4 separate regions of the Sus scrofa genome follow, and all the other regions are linked to region 2. A link is a contact called in public HiChIP or PLAC-seq data. All regions are on one chromosome and are shown on one strand. The core of a region is the stretch at or near the end of the contact, and the rest is flanking DNA. Distances in the headings are between cores, read along the strand shown. Region 1 has its middle 110 kb from the start of PIK3R1. Region 2 has its middle 85 kb from the start of CD180. Region 3 has its middle 130 kb from the start of PIK3R1. Region 4 has its middle 150 kb from the start of PIK3R1.

The links. HiChIP or PLAC-seq counts read pairs in DNA pulled down with a chosen protein or histone mark.
Region 1: a contact with region 2 is called in an H3K27ac HiChIP or PLAC-seq map of alveolar macrophages. The contact joins two enhancer-like sites. A contact is called at or near these places in 1 of 47 Hi-C or Micro-C datasets (fibroblasts) and 1 of 2 datasets of contacts at active chromatin or transcription factors (alveolar macrophages).
Region 3: a contact with region 2 is called in an H3K27ac HiChIP or PLAC-seq map of alveolar macrophages. The contact joins two enhancer-like sites. A contact is called at or near these places in 2 of 2 datasets of contacts at active chromatin or transcription factors (alveolar macrophages and skeletal muscle).
Region 4: a contact with region 2 is called in an H3K27ac HiChIP or PLAC-seq map of alveolar macrophages. The contact joins two enhancer-like sites. A contact is called at or near these places in 2 of 2 datasets of contacts at active chromatin or transcription factors (alveolar macrophages and skeletal muscle).

The regions. Positions count from the first base shown.
Region 1 is chr16:46,327,985-46,331,020 of Sscrofa11.1, reverse strand. No RefSeq gene overlaps it. Among named protein-coding and RNA genes, the nearest start is that of PIK3R1, 110 kb to the left of the region's middle. Within about 2 kb of position 1,565, at least 2 of the 83 cell types and tissues checked have an H3K27ac peak or open chromatin away from gene starts, as enhancers often do. A contact at or near this core is called in alveolar macrophages, where this site is marked.
Region 2 is chr16:45,671,124-45,674,578 of Sscrofa11.1, reverse strand. No RefSeq gene overlaps it. Among named protein-coding and RNA genes, the nearest start is that of CD180, 85 kb to the right of the region's middle. Within about 2 kb of position 1,803, at least 9 of the 83 cell types and tissues checked have an H3K27ac peak or open chromatin away from gene starts, as enhancers often do. A contact at or near this core is called in alveolar macrophages, where this site is marked.
Region 3 is chr16:46,299,082-46,302,602 of Sscrofa11.1, reverse strand. No RefSeq gene overlaps it. Among named protein-coding and RNA genes, the nearest start is that of PIK3R1, 130 kb to the left of the region's middle. Within about 2 kb of position 1,447, at least 11 of the 83 cell types and tissues checked have an H3K27ac peak or open chromatin away from gene starts, as enhancers often do. A contact at or near this core is called in alveolar macrophages, where this site is marked.
Region 4 is chr16:46,281,040-46,284,362 of Sscrofa11.1, reverse strand. No RefSeq gene overlaps it. Among named protein-coding and RNA genes, the nearest start is that of PIK3R1, 150 kb to the left of the region's middle. Within about 2 kb of position 1,887, at least 1 of the 83 cell types and tissues checked has an H3K27ac peak or open chromatin away from gene starts, as enhancers often do. A contact at or near this core is called in alveolar macrophages, where this site is marked.

The sequences.
Region 1 (3,036 bases), core at 316-2,815, 660 kb before region 2:
GGTCAAAGGCTTTACAGAAATTTTGATGGGAAAATATGCTACTAAAATGGAATCATCACATCACAAACAACACTATAGATATGAAAAACTCAAAAGAATCTTTGCCATTGCAGATAGTGCTCTTTTCACATTGAGTGAGAGGATTTCATTCCAACACAACTTCATTGTCTGCATTCAATGACTTTATTTGAATTTTGCACATTTTTGGTTTATATACAATTTTTAATTTTATTTTGGCTGGATACTGGTATAACAGCTATAGATATAAGGAGTTTGTGCCTGTATTAATGCTTATAGATATTTAAGTAACATTTAAATTATTTTTTTTTAATTTTTAAAAAATTTTTTGGTCACCCCACAGCATATGGAATTTCCAGGCCAGGGATCAGATTTGAGCCACAATTGCAAACTGTGCTGCAGCTTTGGCAATGCCAAATCCTTAACCTTCTGTGCCAGATGGGGGATTGAATCCGCATCCTGGTGCTGCAGACAGAGCCAATCCCCTTTTACCACAGTGGGAACTCTTCGATTAAATAAGTGACATTCACATGTTCACCGTATTAATTTTTTTTACCTTAAATAAATGTCTATACCTAAGATTTGAGAACCTGATCTTGATTATATAGCTCTATATATTTCTCTAAATTCCCCTGAGCAGTGTGGGAAAGCAGGCAGTATTGGTGGTTAAGGATGCTGAAGACACAGAGAAAAGCTAGATAATTATGGGGACTTCCTGGGTAGAGTTTCTCCATAGCCAGAGTTATATCCTCAAACTAGGGATGAGCCACAGGGAAAAGTGGCATCAGAGCTCAAAACCTGTTTGCCAAACTGTTTGGAGGAAGCCAAATGAATGCTGGCATCTGAGAGTGGCTGCAGAGCAAGAAGAAAAAGTGACTGCACAAAGGCAGTATTGGTTTTACATATGTTTAAGGAATTGGGTATCAAAATATGAGTCAGAAAACCAAAACTGGTTTTCAAAAGGTCAGTTCAGGGCTGGAGCATAAACCAATGAAGCAGCCAGAAGGACATCTCCCAACAAACTAGTAATGGTTAGACCCTACAGAGAGGACTATGTTAGGTTAGCAACTCCCCAGTGGAGGCAGGAAAGCAAAGACTGATGAAGATGGTAGAAAATGAAAAAAAGATGGTAGAAAAAGCAAATGAAAAGAGATTAAAGAAACCCACATTCTTTTGCTTGGCGAGATAAAATAAAAACATAAACCAATTTCTATTGGCTAGTTTATACAAGGGGATCATAGGAAGTGGGGGACCAGCCATTCTTCATCTCATGAAATGGAAAATATAAAAGTAGGACACAAGGCCAACTCTAGGGATTTAGATTGGTAAGTTAGGAGAAATAACCTTGAATGGAGCTTATGGGGACTCCTCTCTGAAGGGGTTGAATCCAGTCTCTAGGAGCACTTGTAAAACAGCTGACTGAAGCCTGTTCTGCCAGAATGAACTCAGGACCTGTTGGCCATTTCTGTGCACTGCTGAGAGGAAAAAGGAGAAGTCAGAAATGAATCTCAACAAGAGTGGAAACAGAGAAGGACTGTGTTTAGGGATGTGGAGGAGGGAGCCCCCTGAATGTGAGTTGGCGAGAACTTCTGCCCATAGGAAAGGGATGAGTCAGTGACCCCAAGGCTGCTGGATGAACCAGGGAGCTCATGTTTGGAGATCTCTGTGTGGAAGAAGCTGTCTAAATATTAGGCTATTTTTTTTAATTAAGGTTCACATACAGCAAATTACTTTCAGTATTTGCTAAAATCTTCTACTCTGTGTAAACTTCTCCAGCAGCTTCTTTAGGCTCTTCTCAGCAAAAAGTTGGAAGAATTTTTTTTTCTCCAGAGTTTTCAATTCTTTTTATTCATTCATCTCTCTTTTTCTTTTTGTATTTTTAGGGGCCACACCCACAGCATATGGAGGTTCCTAGGCTAGGGGTCAAATCAGAGCTGTGGCTGCTGGCCTACACAACAGCCACAGCAAAGCCGGATCCTCAACCCACTGAGCGAGGCCAGGGATCGAACCTGCATCCTCATGGATGCTAGTCAGATTTGTTTCTGCTGAGCCTTTATGGTAACTTCCCCATTTTTAATTCTATTTGAAGGTCAAAATGCTCTGCTTCACTAGAGAGCTCCCCCATTAAAAAGCCCTTAAAAACAAACAAAAAAGGATGGGACATATATCCTGAAAATTTGGCCTTTTGTAAGCGAGGATGAGAATGCCTGTGGATCTCTATAGTTTCAGCTAATGAGGAACGAGTTCATAGCTAGACCTTGAAAACACAGACTGGAACGAGTTCACAGCTAGACCTTGAAAACACAGACTGGAAAAGAAAATCACTCTCATGGTGCTTTTTGTTCTTAGGTGACTGCTCAGAAGTTCATACACTGGGCACAACGCTCTGAGGAGCTGAGAGAGAAATTCATTTTATGAGGATGGTTACTGTGTGAGGCATACCAAGAAAACACTGGAAAATGTGACTTTCTTATGACATTTGCTGCCCTTGCCTTTACCATGAGGAAAATCTGAGGATCAATGAATTCAATAAATAGAAACCCACACCACCCCAAATGTCAACTTTCTTGAGATAGGAGTAGGCGAGGTCCTCTCTCTGGGAGTAGGTTTCCACCTGCATGCGTTTTACACTCGGGATTGAACCAGAGATGGAGAAAGTGGGGGATATTCAGGAAGAGCTATAATAACATTTTTTTTATGATCACATCTTCTTGAACTTGGCATTTTGAGTCACACTGAGGATATTTTCAATAAACTCAGATGGTGAGAAATTAGAAACAGTTTTTGAGTAGATCAAGTCTGCATGCTTGGAATTAAACATGGAACAAATCTGTCTATCAAATTATTGAATGACACCCTTAATCCATTAAACATTAGTTTAAGTGCCCACATCTAAAATGATTTTGGACTTTCTGATGAGGTTCCTGGAGACTTATTTTCCCAAAAAGTTTAGTGTGCAACCACAGAAACGAATGTGTGATTTGCTGGTGGGTGACTGGAGAGACCTGATCTTGCATT
Region 2 (3,455 bases), core at 554-3,053:
AGTGTGCTAGCAAGAAGACCTGCCCCATAAGATCACCTAAGTAGTAAATCAACTAATGAACATAAAGCATGGAGCAGGGGCCCAACACATAAGTGCCCAATAAATGGAGCTTTTTATTTGTTCTCTGCAGTTAAAATACGTACCGATGCTGAGAATACAGGCTAACAGCTGGTAACCAGCAAACCTGCTAAAGCTCTATCAGGTGCAACTTCTGTAAATGGAAAACATCTGGTTCACTTCACAGGCCACTAGGGTTTCAGTCAAATAAAATAAATATAGGCCTAAAGAAAATTTAGAGAAAATATGCACTCAAAAGGTCACTTTAATGCATGATTGTGTGAATTGAATATTAAAATGTTCCTGCCACTGTCTGAATATACTGTGATTAGTTGCAATCTGCAAATGATACAATACTGTTTTTCCAAGGATTAAAGTTTCTTATTCCAAGTTCAACACATATGTTGAAGCTTTGCTTTCTTTCTCCCACCAGGATTTTTATAGGGGAGCATGAATTAAGATTAAATAAACATATAACAAACCCATATCACATTTTTAGCTGGGGGAAAAAAAAGGAATCAGTCAACCCACCTCTCTCCTTCCAGCTGGGCAATAAATGTCAGTTGTTCTACTTAAACAGAAACAGGGCCTGTCTCATGTCTCTGTAGGAGCCAAGTGAGATGAGAAACCAAAGAAAAGAGATGATTGTTTCAAAAACTGCAATGCTGTGTGTTCTTGGAGTTCTCAAAAAGCAATAACTGCTGAACATCACATTTTGAGCTATCAAAGGGCTCCTGTTCAAGAGTTAAACCTATGCCACAACAGGGCTTTGATGACATGCGATGTGAATAGAAAAGTTTCTATACATTTTCTTCCTTCAAATACTCTAGGGAAAATACTAAAGCTGGTAAAAGAGGATCACTCAGTGGAAGGGAAATGATGAACCGCCCTAGCTTTCAAAAATCACTGAAATGCCTCCTGCCTAGTGAGCTGAGGTCACATACATTCATGTTGATATGTACCTAAAACACTAAGGATAACAAATGCAAAACCGATTCCACTAGTCTTTAGAAAATAATTTTCCTTTTAAAAAATGTGTATCTATTATGTCTTGAATTAAGAAGAAATTCTGTTTTAGAAGAAATTCTGTTTTAAGAAAGAAGAGAAACTCCATGGTTTTCAGAATTCCAAACAGCTTAGACTGAATTTCTTATGCTCTGGATACAAAATCAGAATGCCTATAAGAAATACAGGAAGGGAGTTCCCATTGTGGCGCAGCAGAAACAAATCCAACTAGTAACCATGAGGTTGTAGGTTCGATCCCTGGCCTCGCTCAATGGGTCAAGGATCCGGCATTGCCATGAGCTGTGGTGTGAGTTACAGATGCGGCTTAAATCCTGTGTGGCTGTAGCTGTGGCATAGGCCGGTGGCTGTAGCTCTGAATTGACCCTTAGCCTGGGAACTTCCATATGCCACAGGTGTGGCCCCCAAAAACAAACAAACAAACAAACAAAAAAAAGACACAGAAAATTCTCACTCATGCTTTCCCAACTTATCCAGAGCAGATGCAAGCTAACCCTTAACAGCCCTAGCAACTTCTTTTTCAGCTCACTTCACCCTGTGCCTTAGAATTGGACAAGGTCAGGTGCTGCTTCGGGGAAACAGTTTTCCCACACTTGAGGCAAAGTAAAGTTGTGAATGATATCTAATGGAGAGCAGTTGGTAATATAGACAGAATTACCTCCCCACGCCCACAGCCCTCCTCCTATTAAGAAGCCTGTGCTCTGTCTGTGACCATCCCTGCATCATGCATCACACTGTGAAGGTCACACTCAGGGCAGAAGACACAATTCTCAGAATATTCAGTAATCCCCTGCTGGGCGGGGCCAAATCCTGGGAACAAGAAATCTAAAGGAACAAAAATTATGTTGAAAGTGTTTTGAAACAGTGAATTTTGTGTATGTCGAACAGAGGGTCATTTGATTTCATTTTGTTTTCTAAAATGCTCGTGGGCAGAATGGTCTGACGTGCCACTTCTGTGGGTGTTGCCAACAAGTTCACCCAGTATGAAATTCTACCCCAGGAACTCTCCCCTTCGAAAAGAACACATTCCTCCACCTCTACCTCCTTCTGCGTGTGCAGACTTAATAATTCAGCAGCAGATGTTCCTTTACCAGAGGGAAAGGGTATCCTGAGGGTATTAAAAGGTTCACCTGCCAAAGATCACTCTCCATTTAGCTTTTCTTTTTTTTTTTTTTTTTTGTCTTTTGTCTTTTTTGTTGTTGTTTTGTTGTTGTTGTTGTTGTTGTTGCTATTTCTTGGGCCGCTCCTGCAGCATATGGAGGTTCCCAGGCTAGGGGTTGAATCCGGCCTACGCCAGAGCCACAGCAACGCGGGATCCGAGCCGCGTCTGCAACCTACACCACAGCTCACGGCAACGCCGGATTGTTAACCCACTGAGCAAGGGCAGGGACCGAACCCGCAACCTCATGGTTCCTAGTCAGATTCGTTAACCACTGCGCCACGACGGGAACTCCTCCATTTAGCTTTTCAGTTACAGTCAGTGGTTTAGGGACTGGAATGGGATGGCAAATGGGCATATCTGGGTGGAGGGCTGGAGCGAGAGTGAAAGGCACCCCACAGCACAGATGTTGAGCCAAAACCTGCTTGGGCTTCACAATGGGGCTGTGACCCTCGGGGGTGGGATGAACAGGCAAGATCAGGAACTGGGGAGATTAGACGGACTTAAGATTCATTCCTTAATTATTTTTCCCCCAAAAGCCCAGCCGAGACTAGGAAACAAGTATGGACCAGAACATGTATCTCCAACTGTCCTCACATTACCATGAAAACGTAATAGATTTAGAGAATCACAGCTTCCCCCCCCAAGAGAATATACCAGAATAACCTTAGAATCACTGATGTGTAACAGCATATTCAAAGATTAAGGTGTTTAGGTATCCAGTTCAGGAGTTCTTAACATTTGGAAAACCAAAGACTGCTTTAGGGAATATGACCAAAGCAATGAGCTTCCCCAGAAAAATGCCCATAGCATAAAGATATATACATACTGCAAACTATTCTGGATGGTTCAAAGACCCTTGAAGCCCTCTGGATCATGAGCAAGAGACATCTAACCTAGCCATCTCCCACTTTCCTACCCCATTATGAAATGAGAAAGCAGAGGGCTCAATGGGTAGAACACTCTCTAGTTTTGAAAAGCCAAGGTTGAGGCGGAGCCAAAGCTAGTTACATTTACCTCAATTCCTAAAGCAGGATTTTTTTCTACTGCTTTGTAAATCAAAGACATTTCCATCCTTTTTATTTATATTTTAGCTCCAAGATACATGAAAATCAGTGTCTTCTGTTGCCACTCAACAAGAGCATGCTTATTTTACATACAGATTGATTTTTTTTTTTTTAATTCTGGGAAAGGAAGGTTCTAATGAGAGCTACCT
Region 3 (3,521 bases), core at 198-2,697, 630 kb before region 2:
TCAAGAAATCTTCTCTGGCAGTCTTTTGTGGGACATATTGGAGCCAGGAGAGATGAAAGCAAGAAGACTAATTCAGAGGACTTTGGAGTGAGCTCAGCCTTGAGATAATTAGAAGAACTTCAAATGCATGCTATGGAGTGAGTCAGAGTCTCTTTTCAGGTTCAGTGATAATATTTCCAAAAGATTTTGTTATTATCATTGTTGCTATTAGTATTATTATTCCTGTATAGGTCAGGGTTCAATCACACAAGCAGGGTCACTATGAGTCAAATAGGATAAGACATTTACTTTGTAGAGATTTTACACAATTCTGAGAGGCGAGGGGAGTGGAAGACCCGAGGATTCACCAGCTAGTCAAACTAGAAGCCAACCCTGTCCAGCCACTGAAGTGGGATCATGAGGGGTATGGGAAAAGTCTGAGTCCTCAGCCTTTTGTCTAGAGATGGTTCCGAGCCACTGTTAGTCAGTAGGGTCAACAATCTGGAAGAAGGGCTGGGGAGCAGAGGGGAGCCAGGAGAACCTGGATCTTCTGGCATCTCCACATCTATCTTCTGGTATCTCCACATCTATCTGGCACTTCTTCTATGACATCCAGAGAGTAACAGACTTGCACTTTTTTTCTGCACAAGTACCTCTTTGGGCCAACTCTAGAACACAGTTCCAGCTTAACCAAACTGACAGCTGGTTATTACCAACTGAATTGTGTGTCAGTCTCTCTTGCCACTTTCCAAATTCATATATTGACATCCTAACCCCACCCCACCCCTAGAACCTCAGAATGTGACTGTATTTGGAGACAGGATCATCAAGTAGTGATTAAAGCTAAATGAGGTCATTAGGGTGGGCTCAATCCAATACGTTTGGTATCCTCAGAAGAAGAGAAGATGAGGACATAGACATAGAAGCAAGGCCGTGTGAAGACAAAGGGAGAAGACAGCCATCTACAAGCCAAGGAAAGGAGCCTTGGCAGTATCAACCTTGCCGGTGCTTTAGTCTAAGACTGCCAGCTTCTAGAACTATGAGAAAATGAATTTCTGACATTTAAGCCACCCAGCCTGCAGTACTTTGTCATGATAGCCCTAGTAGTCTAACACACTGGTCAATCCAACACCATGCCTTACAACTGTATATTGCTTTATATATGGCAAAACATTTCAGCATAGTAAGAATAGCAAGCACTGATAATCATAGCTAACGTGTATACAGGGTTACTATGTGTTAGACATTGTTCTAAGCACTTTACATGTATTAACCAATTTAATCCACACATCAACCCTATGAGATAATCATTTTCATTCCCATTTTACAGATGAGGAAAACAAAGCACAGATAATTCAGTTAATTTGCTTGAAGTCCTACAGCTTGTAAATGCTGAAGCCAGGATTCAAGCCCTGGCATTCTAATCCCGTGACCTCATGCTGCCCTTGACTCTGGCCTCCCCAGCATCTGACCTTTCTTTCCACTTGTGTGGCGTCACCCTGCTCACACAGGCACAGCTCATGCTTCATCTTCCCCTTTAGGGACGTGAATCTAACTTCCTTGTCCTTTTGGTGGATTTCTGCTTTTGTTCACAGGGGAAATCTGTGGGGGAACCCGTGTACGTTTCCCATGGCACTCACCCAGCTTCTTGCTTCCCTAACCACGGGGCTGTTGACCCCAGGTCTCTATTTCCCATAAAGGAAAGCCTCATTCCCGGAGTGGTGGGGTCATCATGTGATAGAACATTGTTCAGATGACAGATAGAGTCAGGTAGCCTGCCGGCCTGCCTGCCTGCCTACCTGCCTTCTTTCTTTCCCTTTCTTTCTTTCTTTCTTTCTTTCTTTCTTTCTTTCTTTCTTTCTTTCTTTCTTTCTTTCTTTCTTTCTTTCTCTCTCTCTCTCTCTCTCTCTCTCTCTCTCTCTCTCTCTCTCTCTCTTTCTTTCTTTCTTTCTTTCTTTCTTTCTTTCTTTTTTCTTTCTTTCTTTCTTTCTTTCTTTCTTTCCTTGTCTTTTTAGGTCTGCATCTGTGGCACATGGAGGTTCCCAGGCTAGGGGTCCAGTCGGAGCTACAGCTGCTGGCCTACACCACAGCCCCAACAACTCTGGATATGAGCCACATCTCTGACCTATTCCACAGCTAATGGCAATGCTGGATCCTTAACCCATTGAGCAAGGCCAGGGATCGAACCTGAGTCCTCAGAGATACTAGTTGGGTTTGTTAACTGCAGAGCCACCATGGCAACACCCATAGTCTCTATTTCCTTCTGGAAAAAAAATTTGATTTCAACGTCACTTCTCTTGATAGTGGTCAAAACAGTTCTCCTGCCTTAGATCATGTGATTATTCAGCAGCTCTCTGTCATCCAAATCGTCAGTTCCAGAAGGGGTCAGTCTCACTCCCAGAAATGACGCATCTCCGAAGCGTCTCTTGCTTATACCAAAATGCACGAATATTTGTGAACACAAAGAAGTGTGTCTATCTGAATAGGTCAGTGATCTCTGGCACCCTGAACCCTTGCTTGTAACTATGGGGTGTTCCTACCATGAAGAAGAAAAGATGGAAATGACTGTCTGTTTCCACAGATAACTTTTCTTTTCTGACCCTGAATTCATTTTGTGTGTGGTAGTGACCATCACGAGAAGGGGAGGAGGGAGGTGTGTGGCATATGATCAGATGATTCTTTTCCATTTTAAATGCTTCCTCTCTCTGACCTCTAGTTTAGGATAGCTGAGTCCCGACCATTGGGCCTGAGCTACAGGCCTGTTTGCCACAGAGCACTGAGCCCAGGACTCTGTATTAGCCAGAGAAGCAGGTAGCTTTGGCAGGTGCCAAGTGAACACAGATGCCCTCACTTCTTCTGGGAAAGTGACCCCACTCTAAATTACTGGGCTATTTCTATCCTTTTGTCTACTGCCAAACTTCTCAAAGACCATCTGTATCTGTCAGAGCTCTTGGTTACAAACCACAGACACTAGCTCTGGGTGAATTAAAGCAGCAAAGGTATGGACTATAAGGACACCATGGAGCTAACAGAATGGATGGGATGGCCAGAAGGAAAAGAGGAGCAAAGAGGCCTGACTCCAGAAGGCCAGGGGCAGAGATACACTCAGGACTGTGCTCTAAGGAGAAGGTCGTGAGAACGCCACCCTGGCCAGGCGTAGCCATGACCCGACTAGCATTTCAGTGTGTCACTCTCTCAGATAATCTCTTGTGCTTCCTTCATCTTAGGGTCACTCTCTTCGGACTGGCTGAGAGTGGACCAGTATTGGTGGAAGCTGGAGGGTCAAAATGATTTGTGGAGACAACAGTGTAAAAGCTTGACTGGGAGTTCCTGTTGGGGAAATGAATTGGACTAGGATCCATGAGGATGCAGGTTCGATCCCTGGCCTAGCTAAGTGGGTCGGGGATCTGGTGTGGCCATGAGCTGTGGTGTAGGTGGCAGATGCAGCTCGGATCTCATGTTGCTGTGGTGTCGGCTGGCAGCTATAGCTCCAATGTGCCACCTAGCCTGGGAGGAACTTTCATATGTCACAGGTTCAGCCC
Region 4 (3,323 bases), core at 638-3,137, 610 kb before region 2:
TGTTCATTACAGCTCTATTCACAGTAGCCAAGATATGGAAACAACCCAAATGCCCAAATGTCCATCTACAGATGATTGGATTAGGAAGATGTGGTATATATATACAGAATGGAATACTACTCAGCCATAACAAAGAACAAAATAATGCCATTTGCAGCAACATGGATGGAACTAGAGACTCTCATACTAAGTGAAGTAAGTCAGAAAGAGAAAGAAAAATACCATATGATATCACTTATATTTGGAATATAATATATGGCACAAATGAACCTTTCCACAGAAAGGAAAACCATGGACTTGGAAAAGAGACTTGTGGTTGACAAGGGGGAGGGGGAGGGGGAGGGAATGGGGTGGTTGGGGAGCTTGGGGTTAATATATACAAACTATTGCCTTTGGAATGCATTATCAGTGAGATCCTGCTGTGTAACACTGGGAAATACGTCTAATCACTTATGATGGAGCATGATAATGCACAAAAATAGAATGTGTACATGTATGTGTAACTGGGTCACCATGCTGTACAGTGGGGAAAAAATTGTATTGGGGAAATAACAATTAAAAAAACATAAAGGAAGACTTGCTATGTAGATACAGTGGAATAGTACTCAGCCATTAGAAAAAGAATGAAATAATGCCATTTGCAGCAATATAGATGCATCCTAAGTCAGAAAGAGAAGGACAAATACCATATGATATTACTTATATGTGGAATATAAAATATGGCACAAACGCACCTATGTAAGGAACAGAAACAGATTCAGTCATGGAGAACAAACTTGTGGCTACCAAGGGGGAAAGGGAAGGAGTGGGATGGACCGGCCATTGGGGGTTAATAGATGCAAACTATTACATTTAGAATGGATAAGAAATGAGGTCCTATGTGGAATCTGAAAAAAGGACAGACTGAACTTCTTTACAGAACAGATGCTGACTGACAGACATTGAAAAACTTATGGTCTCCAGAGGAGACAGTTTGGGGGGTGGAGGGATGTGCTTGGGTTGTGGGATGGAAATCCTGTGAAATCAGATTGTTATGATCATTATACAACTACAGATGTGATAAATTCATTTGAGTAATTAAAAAAAAAAAGAAATGAGGTCCTGCTGTACAGCACAGGGAACTATATCCTATCTCTTGGGATAGAACATGATGAAAGATAGTATGAGAAAAAGAATGTGTGTACACACACACACACACACACACACACACACACACATATGTATGACTGGATCACTATGGTATACAGCAGAAATTGGCACAACACTGTAAATCAATTATACCTTAATAAAAAAGAAATATGTTCATTGAAGAATATTTAGAAAACAGATTAAATAAGAAAACAAAAAACCAACTATAGTCAACTAGAAGTTAATCATTTTTAACATTTTAATATAGATTTAGCTTGTATTATACTATACAATTTAAAAATGTAGTTGATATGCTTTATCCCATGTAGAGAATAAACTATATATATGTATATATATGATTTGTCTGTGGCAAAGAGCCTTGAAAAGTTATTGTAAGCATCCTGTATCAATATTGCCCCATAGGCAAATTAATTCTGGTACCTCAACAAAATATTCCTGGGTGGGTGAACAGTTTCTCATAACTTTGATTTTCTTCCCTATCATTTTATTATGGAAATAAAGAGGATGAAGAAGGGAATGAGCATTTATGGAATATCTACTCTATGACCAGAATGTTCCATAGATACTCAAAAAAGTCCCCAATTCTCCTGCCCCTGAAGCTTGCCGTGAATGCTCAATGATGAGCTCCATTCCACAGGAGCTTGCTTTCATGAGTTTCTTCTTTCTTAATCATCCTAAGTCTTGCCAGAAAATGCGCCTACAAGTTCTCTGAGCTGACCTCACCCTGGACTTCTCCTCCAGTCATTTCTCTCCACACTTCTGTCCTTCCCTCATCAACCCTGCTGTTCTCTCTCCATCCTGGGGCATTCCAGGAGTGAACTATGGCCTTTCTCTTTACCCAGAAAGCACAACTACCTCCTAGTTTCAGTGTAAGATACAATTTTATAAATGGCTTGGGCAGAATATAAAGCAATTACAAGGCCAAGATGGCAATTTTAGACCGTATACCAGATACCCTACTCCTGAAAACCAGGAGCTCAACTTCTTCACAGGGACGAGTGGTTGGCTGCTGCCTTGTGAGACCTCTGGTCAGGGGCTGGCCCAGTGCCTTCAACTCTGTGCTTACCTACCTTAGGTCAAGTTTCTCTCAATCAGACTTACTGTCCCAGACCGGCCTTTTACATTATTACGCATAGAAGCCTTGTTCCTCATTCTCCGAATGTCTTGGTTATAAAATGGAATTTGGCCTTTTCCTCTGGATAGCTAAATTCCCCCCTTGAAATGCTGTTCTCAGGCAAAGAAGCCAACTTCCTCTAAAAATACATTCTTGAGCAATAGGTATAGAGAACAGGTGGTTTATGTATTTTTTCTTTTTAGACATAGCTACCCATAGGTTATTCCCTTGTAAAAAATGTATATAGTCCATGCCTTTAACTTACTGATTTGCTTATGGTCTATCTTCCCTTAACAAGAACCTAAGTTCCATAAAGGTGTGATTTGGGGGTGTGTCACCGTTTTATCTAAATCAGTGTCTGACATCCTAATATCTGTTGAAGGAATAAACCTTATTTAGTCCCCAATATAAGCCTAAAAGATAGGTATTATTAATCTCATTTTCCAAAAGAGGAAAAGAGGCTAAAAGAGCATAAGCGGCTTTTCCAGGACCCCAAAGATAGGAAGTCAGAAAACACTTTCGACAAGCTTTAGAGGCCATGTTTTTTCTGCTATATTTATTTATTATCTTTTTTTTTTTCTCAATAGTATTTAGTAGCTTCTGCCAGTCTTAGCTTTGTTAGGGGTTTTGTCTGAACTTAACTATACAATTAAAGGGGACTATTTCTCAGGATAATAACGTGGTGGTGAAAAAGATTCAAAGGATACGTGAAATGCAACAGAATGGAGTCAGGGCTACGTAAGGGTCTCATCCTTGGAATTCCTCCCTTCTAGGTTTGACTCTCACCTTTGCTAAAAACAAAAGAAAACATCCTAGCGCCTGGTAAACTTGATTTTTCAACATGGATTTGTTCCACATTTCAGCATCCACTGCTCTCTCTCTTTGGTCCAAAGTCTAATCTTGAAGAACTTATTGTATTTTGATGCCACAGAACAGAACGTATACATATCTGAATCACCTTGCTGTACACTTGAAACTAATACAACATTAACCAATGATACTTTAATTTAAAAATAAAAGAACAGAGCAAACTTGGGTGACTGACAGTGGAACAAATCTA